Linked DNA regions of Rattus norvegicus: region 2 is linked to region 1. A link is a contact called in public Hi-C data. All regions are on one chromosome and are shown on one strand. The core of a region is the stretch at or near the end of the contact, and the rest is flanking DNA. Distances in the headings are between cores, read along the strand shown. Region 1 overlaps Sec22b (SEC22 homolog B, vesicle trafficking protein). Region 2 holds the start of Reg4 (regenerating family member 4).

What was found. A called contact is a pair of places that touch in the nucleus more often than the background predicts.
Region 2: a contact with region 1 is called in a Hi-C map of prefrontal cortex, with 8 times the contacts expected there. The contact joins the promoter of Reg4 here to the enhancer-like site in region 1. A contact is called at or near these places in 11 of 12 Hi-C or Micro-C datasets (the Rat2 cell line, Schwann cells, frontal cortex and 6 more) and 1 of 1 datasets of contacts at active chromatin or transcription factors (oligodendrocytes).

What each region holds. Positions count from the first base shown.
Region 1 is chr2:188,208,158-188,213,991 of GRCr8, reverse strand. Sec22b (SEC22 homolog B, vesicle trafficking protein) reads right to left here. Exons shown (of 5, transcript NM_001025686.1): 5 at 4,427-5,238. The coding sequence ends at 5,084. LOC134485662 (a long non-coding RNA gene) reads left to right here. Exons shown (of 2, transcript XR_010063892.1): 2 at 523-4,174. Among named protein-coding and RNA genes, the nearest start is that of Sec22b, 22 kb to the right of the region's middle. Within about 2 kb of position 3,916, at least 9 of the 93 cell types and tissues checked have an H3K27ac peak or open chromatin away from gene starts, as enhancers often do. A contact at or near this core is called in prefrontal cortex, where this site is marked.
Region 2 is chr2:188,505,739-188,511,584 of GRCr8, reverse strand. Reg4 (regenerating family member 4) reads right to left here and starts at 3,901. Exons shown (of 6, transcript NM_001004096.2): 1 at 3,855-3,901; 2 at 1,571-1,742. The coding sequence starts at 1,637.

The DNA.
Region 1 (5,834 bases), core at 2,667-5,166:
TGTATTGGACATGCTCTGGATGTGTCTCTCAGGAGACATCTATATCTGGTCCCTTTCAGCATGCATTTTCTAGCTTCATCAATCGTATCTAGTTTTGGTGGCTGTATATATATGGGCCACATGTGGGGCAGGCTCTGAATGGCTGTTCTTTCCGTCACTATTCTAAATTTTGCTTCTATGTTCCCTCCTATAGATATTTTTTCCCCTTTTAAAGAGTGGGGGTATCTGCATCTAAAGGGCTTCCTTAAAGAGGAGTTTATCACTGTTCACTAAAATACTAAGTTAAAAAAAGGGAGAAAACATTATAAAAACCAATTAAAAATAAACCACCACTAAAAATAGTAACTATAAAGCATGGTAAATTTCAAAGCTCTCACAGAAGCAGCAGCCGAGTTCTATCAATAAAAACAGCACCAAGAAATGGAATAGGAGGGGGAGGACCAAGGATGGACAAGGGCACAGGGAGCCGGGCAGTCACTCTTTCCTTTTCTCTTTGTTAACTTCCTGGTGAATCGGATACAGAAAATACTGAAATAACGCTGAGACTGGACAAGGAGCGCAGATGCAACACATGCCAGGGGTGAAAACTGGCAAACGCCATCCCAGGACCAAAGGGATGGACGGCAGAGAGTGCAAACGAATACTGTGAACATATGTAGCTTTCAAAACCAGCGTGCTAGCAGGAACCCAACACTGAGGACACACATGCCTGCATCATCCCGGGTCAGCGAGAGGATGGTGTGATCTCGCAGCCCTAGACTCTTACCTAAGTATTCAAGGAGCTTCCTATGCGACTTTAGGCAAGCAAACAACAAAAGGTATGAAATTATAATAGATGTGTAAAATGCCCAGGACCTCGGTGTATGTTACAAAGTCAAAGTCAGAATTCCAATTCTTCAAAGCTAAAACATGGCACTTGAAATAAAAAAGTTTGTGGTGGTTAATAAATTCCCCTTCTCGGGGCCTAACAGTTGCCGGCTTCTGGAGAGGCGTAGTCTTAGCTGCTCTTGTTCCATTATTTTGTACTGGGCTGGAGTTTTGACTTCTGAAGTGCTGTTCCCTGGCAGATGTCTGTCCTCGTCCTTGCTGGTTGGATGTTCTGGTCTTTGGATGGTATTGCCTGCTTTGGGTCCTGGAAAAGGTGGCTGCTGTGGAATCCCAGAATTCCAGCCATGTGTAGTGGTGGTGAGGCCCTAGGTAGACAGCTCCTCTGTAGGTTGGTATGAGTCACAAGGGACTGGAGGTGGGCTGGAAGGAAAGGCTAAAATGGACCATGAGGAAGAACCGGGGGGATGACCATGAGGAAGAACCGGGGGGATGTTTTGTCCACACCTAGAGACCCAGTCAGTGAGTGATGGAGGATTCAACTTGCTTAGTCAACCTCCAAGTCATACAAAACCAGCCGTCATCACATAGGGTAGTTGGCGTCTGGTGGGCTAATAAGCAATTACCACACAGCATCATCTCTACAGCCCTGACCTCCTGCATCCTGCTGAGCCTCACGAAATTGTGAAGGGTTTTACTGTGTGTCTTATTAAATCCTATGCGCACAGAAAGTATCAACTTTGTAAATTTTTGTAAATATTTGTTTATTGTATGTGTATGTATGTGCCACTGCACGTGTGTAGTCAGAAGACATGTGGGAGTCCCTCCTCACTCCTTGCACTTTGAGAGTCCAGGGACTGAACTCACGTTGGCAGTCTTAGTGGTGAGCGTTTTTACTCACTAAGCCAAACTGCTGGCCTGGTTCATCTACTTTGTTTCTTGCATTTGAAGAAAACTTACAAATATTTTTGAACTCCTTAGACGTGATTAAGTAACTAAAACTGAAAATAAAAGTTATTTCACCAGAACCAGATCTCTGAATATTTAAGAAAATATCTGACAGGGCTGTTTCATGCGCACAGTAGCTTTTGAAGAGTAAGGTTCAGACTGTAGATCTCCTCCTACTCACTGCAGCTTTCAAGGACTCTGGGCACCTAACTTTTGAGTTCTGTGTTATGCACCTAGAGTGAACTGAAAGACCACGGCCCACCATGATTTCATGAACAGTGCTGTGGCCCTGCCTGGCCAGAGATGGATGGGACACATCTTTCCTGGAGTAAAGACACGTTCACCTGTTTTACAAAGAGTTCTCGGGAAGCTCAGGAACCATTGTTAGACATTAAAATAACCAGGCATGCGTCAATGTGTCAAATACTTCTAAAACATGACACCATGAGGCATTTTAGTAAAACAGGCAATGAAGTTCAGCGTCACAATGACCAAGACAGCTGCTCTAGAGGGCAGGAATGGGTCTCCCCTGCAGTGGGTCAATCCTGCACCTGCAGTGATCGTGCCTGTGTGCTCAGCTCTCTACAATGACTTTCTAAACATGCTAAACTCAAAATACACTTTGTAGTCCTTATTTTATTTGATGGGTTGGTGGTACACAAAAACACACCCCAAGGGAGAGGAACAAGAGACAACAAATTACAGCGATTCATGTATGCAGATGCCATGATGAAATCCATCAGTTCATATACTTACCTGAAAAATTAAAACGTCAAAACCAAACCCTGAAGCCAAACTGTCTGGCTCAAATCTTGATTCCGATATCCTTTTGCTCTGTGACTTTGGACCATGTTTGAGACTCTTTTGTACCTCAGAGCAAATCTCTTTGTTTGTAGAGTGCTGGCAGCATACTTGAGTAAGTTCCTCTTATCTGGAACCTCTGATCACCTTTCTTGAAACTGGTCTGTTTACTGCCCCCTCCCCTATGGCTCAATTCCACTTCCACACTTCTAATATGTCTTTTTGTGTAGGGCAACCCCTCAGCAGGTGAAGCAATGCCAGTCTAGTTCTCCTGTCTGCTTACCCTGAGCTCAGACGAACCAAGCGTGCCAGCTCTTTCTACATGTCCTTCGCATGCCACATCCTTGTCTGGAATGCTAATCCACTTCTCTGGAAACAAGCCTTCACTGCAGCCACACACTGCTATACTTTCCACTTGTTTCCCTGCTCAGTTTCCTATACCAGCTACTTAGAACACATACCAGAGGCCCATCGTGTCTTCCCTTTGTCCACTGCCCCGGCCTTTACCACATTCTTGTTCCTCTGTTCACCAATTTCCCCTCCCCGAGTTCAGTGCCCCCTGAGATGAGGTAGAATGCGGTGAGAAGAGTCTATGTGGACAAAAGTTAACTCGACGACAAAACTTCACACTGAAGGAAACGTTCTACAAGCATTTATTTCATCGCTGACCACTAAGTTGCAGCATGCAACTCCCGACAGTGAGCTGCCACCGCCCTTCTCAGAGAGGCACCAAGCGCTACGGTGCAACGACTCAGGTTTGCACTACGGTGCAACGACTCAGGGTTTGCAGTCTTACAAGGTTTCTGTTGCCAACATCATTGTTTACGGAGCAAGCCTTTTAAAGACTTAAAAGCAGTTATTCTCTATAAAAAGTCATTTTGTATTTCATGCACAAAACTCTAACGGGTAGATTTATGTTCATAATAGAAGAACGTTTATTCTAGTTCTGTACTTATTAGGAATACAGTAAGCTTCCCCCCAGGTTCTCATAAGGAAGTGAGACTGTTGTCCCCCCCGGAACAGGGCAGCAGTGATGATCCCTAGGGTTAGAAAACTGCTTACCAAAAGTCTTTCCAAAGATGTTAAGTAAGAAGTTGGCTCATTTTCCAGTACAATTTAAAGAAATGTTTGCAGTATGTGCAGGTCTTATAGGTTATATTGTAGCCCCTTGTGATAATAACCAAAAGGCCTATTCTTCCCACTTAAAAAATTCTACCTCAGAAGGGGAAAGGTGAAATCTCCATTATCCCTGAGCAAAAAGGGAAAGAAGTCTGATGTACTCTCATTGGTTATAGGAGTCACACTGTCCACGAGCCATCTGTCTCTAAAACATTCCTGCAGAATTTACATAAGCTGACTCAGGAATGAGGCTGGCTCTCAGAGATGTTCTCCATAAGCTTTGTGAGCATTTGTGTTTGGGTAGCTGATCTGCAGAGATAAGAAATCTAACTAACTACCCTGCTCAGTACCACCACACTCGCAGTCTGTGAAAATCCTACAGGCTATCTGTGGGACAGGAGACCATGAGTTTAAGCAAGTTATGTTGTAAAGAAAGCCAAGAAATGGGAATGCACAGACAGAGTGGGAGGAAGGGGCAGGGCAAAGCCGAGGTCTAAGCTGGGCCTTTCTTCCCCGAAGGCAGGGCCTCTGACCACCCTGTGCCACACTAACTCTACAGAGCCCAAACAGCCCCAAATAACAATGTCCCGAGAGAGTTAGAGTGAACGACGAGGAAGGTGGACCTCTGTAAGTTCAAGGCCAGCCTGGTCTACATGAGTTCCAGGACAACCGAGACTAAAGAGACCCTGTCTCAACAAAACAAAAAAAGAAAAGAAAAACAAACAACAAAGAATAAATGACAGAAAAAAATTCATCCTTTTAGTCAAGCAATACTATATAATTTCAAGGCATATTAATATAATTGATTTAATTCCAAAGCAACTGTGCAATAAGCAAAATATAAAAGAAAAAAAAACAAAAAACAAAAGTTAACTTCCTACAGCGGCCAACACACAGGACCTGTGCACCGAAGCAATTAACCTTCACATACTTTGAGTCTTACTTGAAAGTTAATCACACATGTAACCAACAAAGGAATGTCGATTAAGGTTAGGACTCCCCAAAGGGAAACTCTGACAGAATTTCAGGATGCTGCTAGAATGGGTTGGCTACCTTAAATCTCACTGATGGCTCCATCAGAGAGACCGCCCCATCTCTGCTGTCTCACAAATGTACTGGGGAGGGAAGAAACAAAACAGACAACCTACTGTTCCCTAATACATATGGCTTAGCACCCAGAGAAGGTCTCTGCCCCGGAGACATCCACATGGGTCAAGCTTCCTTAAACGAGGCGCCATCTTTCATTTCAGGACAGGTCTTTTCTTGCAAGGTCTTTAGAGGCAGAAGTTCCACTTGGGTTCTAACACACAGCCCTGTGAGCTCAGTTTCCTGAAAACATACACCTGCTGGGTTCTAGGTTCTCCCTTACTAGTGACGAGGCTTCACTATCTCACAGCCACCAAAACCGCACATACACTATCAGCATGATGAAGAACACGGCTACTGCTGCAAGCTTGGCGTAGGTGGAACGCATGTTCAGGTACTTCGCATCCTGGCGGTATTTCTTAGATAGACTGGACAAATTGTTAGCCTTCGAATCCAATGCTGAAAAGATAAAAACGGGAAACTTTAATTAGACCTCAAGTAGTTTATCAAAACATTAAGGCATAAAAATAACGAACATGACTGGTGGAATAAATAAGCCATGGAGTTTAAACTATGTTTAATAATAAAATAATTGTGTTACCAAATCTGAGTAGGCACACCGACTGTTTAGAGTGATGGTGTCAGCAGGTTAGTAACAGCAGCTCTCCCGCCTCAGTGCGGCGGAGGGCCTGAGCATGCGAGGCACGCAGAGTGAGTGCTCAGCACTACCTGATAACTGTCTGTGGTTTCATTTTTTTAAAGAAAGATCTACTTATTTTTATTTATGTGTACAGGATGCCCTAGAAGTGAGAAGAGGGCGTTGGATCTTGGGGTGTTAAAGTTACAGACAACTGTGAGCCACTAGATGTGGGTGCTGGTAAACAAATTTGGGTTCTCGGCAAGAGCGGCAAGCACGCTTAACCTACGATCCATCTCTCTACCCTTAATTACCCTATCTACACGCTAAGTGGTCTAAATCACATGCAAGAAGACTAGGTAACCAGAAATGCTCAATTAATCTGACACCGAGTGCTAAGTTATACTTTCATGGTGAT
Region 2 (5,846 bases), core at 2,652-5,151, 300 kb before region 1:
TTATTATGATAACAAAGTGGAGTATTTCTGAAAATATTAGCCAGATGCAGTTTCCATTGTCTCTAAATGTTTCTCTGTTTCTCTTCACTGAGCCCCAGGCAGCTACAGGCCAGGGCAAGGAGCCATTGAGCAGACAACAGAGCTATGATCTTGGCCATCAGCCTCTGTTGAAAGAAAGAAAGACCATTTCTAAGCTCTCCCCATCTACTTTAAGTACAAGATTAGAGTTTTTTCCATAATCTTTTGTGCAAAGAATATATGGGATCTGTCTTAGGCACAATTCTCAGGAATGCAGCAATAAACAAAAAGGTTTTCTACAGCTGGGAGGAAGATCTGTCTGGAAAAGAGCCATGGAAGGGCCTGTGCTATATGTTTTGGCTCTATTCTCCTCCTGGGGAGAGACCCAAAGAGATTAGTGAAGTCCTGGGAAGGGGTTGGAGAGTCTTATCTCATTCTCCAGAATATAGCCAGGGTCAGTGTCAAGCCCTTCAGGGAAGCCAGAGGTCAGGGCAGCCCCCCACCCCCAGGAGCATACAGACATGACCGTAAGGCGGCAGGGACTGGGGGAAGTTCCCAGTGTTCTCTACATTCTTGCAGCGTGCAGAGCGGTGGTTGAATCCCCTGGGTCCCGAGCAGCCATATGTGGAGAGAGAACTGATGGCTGGGGGCAGGAGTGGGGTTAGGGGCAGTGAGTATCATACAAGGCCAAGTGGAGGGTAGGCTATGGGGACCACAGCCTTCAGCCGATGCCCAAAAAGTTCCACCTGTCTCCACCTCTCTCCAAGCTTCCTTGAATTAATTCATCCTCTTGGCAAAGTCCATTCAAGAACTTTTAGGCCTCAGTGGATCTTTTGCTGGCCTCTTCTCTCAACAGAACTAATTTTCAAACAAGCAAAGCTGGTTGCTTGAAGGTCCTGCTACCTCTAACTCCCAGTGAGGGTACAGGCTACTATGGGAGGCGACCAAGCCTAGGAGCTGGGGCGTCAGTGTGACTTTTGGCAAGCCTGTCACTCTCTGCCCTCGCTTTACTCACAGATTCAGCAGAGCAGTTACCTCAGAGGACCTCACATTTCATATCTTCCCATTCCACATACTCTGGTGATTTTTCTCAGCACACTCAACCTTTCCTCGCCCTGCTTTCTCTGTGGAGATTTCATAGCTCGCTGGCACACTCCCTGTCCTTATATTGGCCTATGCGTGTACTTTCTCTGCAAATAGCTCTGCCGGTCCCTGGTAAACAGGACTTTGTAATATGCTCAAATAAGACAACAGTGTGTAAATGTTTGGACATTGTGATTATAGCTATGAGCTACAGACAGCCTGAGGCCTGTCTGGTTCTTTAAACAGGCTCTCCACTGCTCACAACAAACTCGAAAACTTGATTCTGCAATCCTTGACTTAAGTGTGGCTTCCAACCATCTTGGACTGGCTCTTGTCTGACTGTCGCAAGATTTTGCATTTTCATCTTGATATTCTTTCCTGGAATTCCTGAGCGGGTGAGTGGACAGCATACTGTGTGTGCTGTGTGCTCACCGCCTGTGGCTGCCTTCCAATAACTGACTGAACTTACCACTCAGGACTTCAGGGCCAGCTACCCAGCTCAGCAGAAGGAGTAGCCTCACGCATTTGGAAGCCATCTTCCTCTTTTGATGGAGACAATACTTCGACGCTTTGATTTCAAGGTCCTTGCGGCCTATTCCAGCTTTTTCTTTTTCCTTTTTCCCCCCTGGATTCTCCTAGACCTGCAATTTGAACCAACGAGAAGGATACTGGAACTTAGCTACCACATCAAACTATTTTCAGGTAGATTAACGTTTTACAGCAAAGTTTTCAATCTTAAGTTTAGTGTAAGGATTACTGACACTATGGGATTTTACTTTTCCCTGCAAACCCTTCTAGACCAATGCCAGAGCAGTCGGAGAAGTCCTGAGTGGTCAGAGAGTTCCCGAACTACCCAGAATTCCTGGCTATCTCCAGGGCCGTCAGCAGAGGGCGACCTGGGCACATTTCCTCCCAGGTGATACTAGGCCTTCTGAAGTCCAGAAAATGAAATGAAGTGGTTCCAGCACTGAGATAATTTTTTAACATTGAAGGTAAACAGATGGCCCAAATACAGTTATAGATTAGAAAGTGGGCATCATTACAACGACTGGGCGTCATTAGCTCACACACCAGCTGTTCACCAAATCTGACTCTTAGCCTTGTTTATATCACTTAAAGAAAAAAGAAAGAAGCTTTGCTAGTCTCTCTTTTCATTATCAAAAAACTTAAAAATCATTCAAACATCAACACAGACCAGGAGATATGAAGTGATCCATCTCCCAGAGATAAGCAGTTTGGGGCAGGCGCCTGCAGACAGCATCCTAGGTACTGAGGTATTGTCTTACACAAACCAGATTACCCTGTCTTGTACCAGGCCACTTCTCGGACACAGACTGGCCGCAGAGAGCGCTCTTGCAGCCGCAGCAGCAGCTCTTTGTCTGGTTGCTTTTCCGTTTGGTATGAACTCATGTGTCCTGCTGCATTCGCAGAGTAAGCCCGCTGTCTTCTGAAGACTTAGCTGCCCACTCCTTTGGTAGACCTCAACACCATTGCCCTCCTATCCCATGATGCTCAAGTTTGTCAAAAAGTGCTGTGGACTCAGTTTTTAAAAAGAACGTTTTTGCCCCTATCTAAAAGCTACCAATGAAGTGGAGCACAAACGATATAATTTTTATCTACTTATAAGTTATATAAGTAAAAATTATATACTTTTTAACATTTCTCTTGTGATTTATCAGTTTATAGCTTTGTACATTTTTCTATTTGTTGGGTTCTCTTCTTTTTGATGATTTGTGAGGCTGTTTTTTTGTATATTTAAGCCTCCCAGCGAAGTCACTAATGGTGTGTCTCAGTTCATATTTTTCTCTCATTTATGTTTTTTTCCATTCTGAGGGGAGACAGACAATTGTACCCCTACAATTTTGGGTGTCCAACAGGACCCCCAAAAGCTCTACTTCTTTCTGCCTCCTCGACGTAGTCCCTGCCCGTTTGCCAACAAGTGCTGAGCTCTGGGCCTCGTTGGATCTCTTAGCGGCCTCTTTACAGAAGTGATGCTCCGTTTTTAAAACTGCCTTTGTCCTACACATGCTCTCCTTACAATCGTTGGAATTTCTGTGAGGAACAGAAGCTACTACTATGGTATAAGGTTAGCATAGCCACTCACAGGCCTGCCATTCTTAGCCATGCTTATCAAAGTTCGAAGCAATAGTAGTCTTAAAAAAATAACTATGATAAATGACAAATTTATTGAGTTCTTATTTAACAATGCTCTATGATTAAAAAAAATAATAAAATCTCAAATACTGATGGCTCAGGAGGGCAAATGCCCTCAGGAGGTCATCAACCTTCCCTAAGTTTCACAGCGACCAGTTCCACAGCCACCACAGAACCCAGCACTACTGGCGGCCAAAGCCAACTAACTCTCTTTCAATAGAGCGGAAAGAAAATACACAACCCAGGGCTGAGCAAAGGGTTCAGAGGGTAAAGGGGGCTTGCTGTGCAAGCCTGGTGACCTAGTTCCATCCCTGGGACCCATGTAAAGATGGGAAGCAAACACCAACTCCACAAAGCTGTTCCTTAATGTCTACTCTTCACGCACGCAAGGGCGCATGCATGCACGCACACATACACGCATGCGTACCTGCACAACAATTAATATTGATGAATTTGGAAAAATAAACAATTTAAATCAAACATTACTGTCACAAACTCCCCAGCCAGAGCGACGGACTTGTCGTTTCTGACCCACTAGGTAGCAAAGAGTTAACAGGCGTTCATAGAAAGCCCTCTGTCAGCGCTACAGGGAAGATTACCTGATTGGAACCAAGACTCCGAGAACCCTGCCTTCTTCAGCTTGAGTGGTCCCAGGCGAGATTCCTGCAGCTCTTATACCTTCTTGCCTGAAGCCGTAATGACCTGTTGAAATCATGAAGCAATAGTGCTGTTTACCAGTAATTAACCTTATCGATAGTAAAAAAGCACTAAAGTTATCGAGTGATAACTTTAGAATGGACCCACATTGAGCTTTGTCAAAGCAAGAGCAGAACCCCTCCCTGTGTGCAAACAAAATCTTCTTTTATGTCCACGTTATTAAAATCCACAGAATCCTGTCGTCTGCAAACTGCCATTTGCTGTCCGATGTCCTCACCGTCGCTTGGTTCTGTTTTTCCTCTCCTTTTTATCTCTTTGTGTTGTAGATGACCTCTACCATCCTCTCCTCTCCGGAAAGATGCTAGATTTCTATCCTTGCAGAAAAGATTTGAATTTAGGTCACAACCGATGGCCACATAAACCCATGTCCCCGAAGCGCATGTTATCCCCACCTCCCAGCATGCACCGAGGAGCCTCCCCCTCCCCCTTTGTCTTTCTCCTGTGGAACTGAAGGTACTGAAATCAGGTTTTAACATAGGCAAATTCGGGAAAAATAGCTTACAGTGATAGAATAGTTTATAGCAATTCTTTCTGAGATCATCACAGGAGAGGCTAACTGAAGACCTGTGGGCAACACAGGGCAGGCTTCTCCCAGGCACAGTTAAGAAGCCCAGTGCTGGGGACTAGAGGGATGGCTGAGTGGTTAAGAACAAGAACACCTGGCTGCTCTTCCAGACACCTGGATTAGTCCTTTTTCTTTTTTAAGATTTATTTATTTTATTTATAATAGTATACTGCAGCTGTCTTCAGCCACACCAGAAGAGGGCATCAGATCCCATTCAGATGGTTGTGAGCCACCATGTGGTTGCTGGGAATTAAAATCAAGACCTCAGTCAGTGCTCTTAAGCACTGAGCCATCTCTCCAGCCCCCTGGCTCAGTTCTTAGCACCCATGCCAGGCAGCTCACAACCATCTGGAACTCCAGCTCCAGAGGATCTGATGAGTCTGGTCTGCAAAAGGCCTCTGCACCCATCTGCACACTCCCACACAGACACACACCCCTACACATAATTTTAAAAAAAGAATAAATAAGCCTTAAAAAGGAAAATCAAAGAAATCCAATACCAAGAGAGCAGTGGCCTGCCCTGTTCTCAAGGCTTGTCAGCGGTATACAGAGAACCCCGGCCTCAGTCTAATCTGGGCTTGTTTGCTGAATTCATAATCGTTTTGAAAAATCAAGCTACTTAAAAAGGACATCAAGGCTTGCTTGTCTGTGCAGAGGGTAAGGGATTGATTTGTGCTGTGGGCATCAGACATTGCTCATAGCATATTGTAGAAAAGGCTCTGTGAGGTCCCTTGTGTCTGAAAGCAGCCATGAGGATGCTCAGCTCACTCCAGAGAAGAGCTGTGGCTGCTGTAACTGACTAAGGAAGTCAGGGCTCCCTGCTCCAAGCCTAGTGTTGTTTTCTAGATGCTGCTCTGCCTCTGTCATTGGGTCTTCCCACCTGTGCATAAATTTAACCAGGATCTGAGAAACCAATATCTTCCCAGCTTACTTCCCCAGCACCACCTACCCTCTGATGACACTCGAGAGAGGCAGGCAATCTGGCTCCCACCCTCCTGATTGGGGCTTGAGTTCTGTTCCTCTCTCCCTATCAAACACCAGGGACTTGTTGAACCTCTTGGAGCCACAGTCTCCTGATCTGTATACGAAGGAGGGTATCACTAGGTGATCTTACCCAGTTTAATACTCAGTACCTTTTCCCTTCAGAACTGGATGGGAAAGTCACTGCCACACTGTGTGATAGAGAACCAACTCGGAGCCTTCCACGGCCCAAAGACCTGACCCAGCAGGAACACAGAAAAGGTCTTGCAAAATATTGTAAGTAGGTGCCAGACCACCATGACCCTGCTCTGACCTCGATGCCATTGTT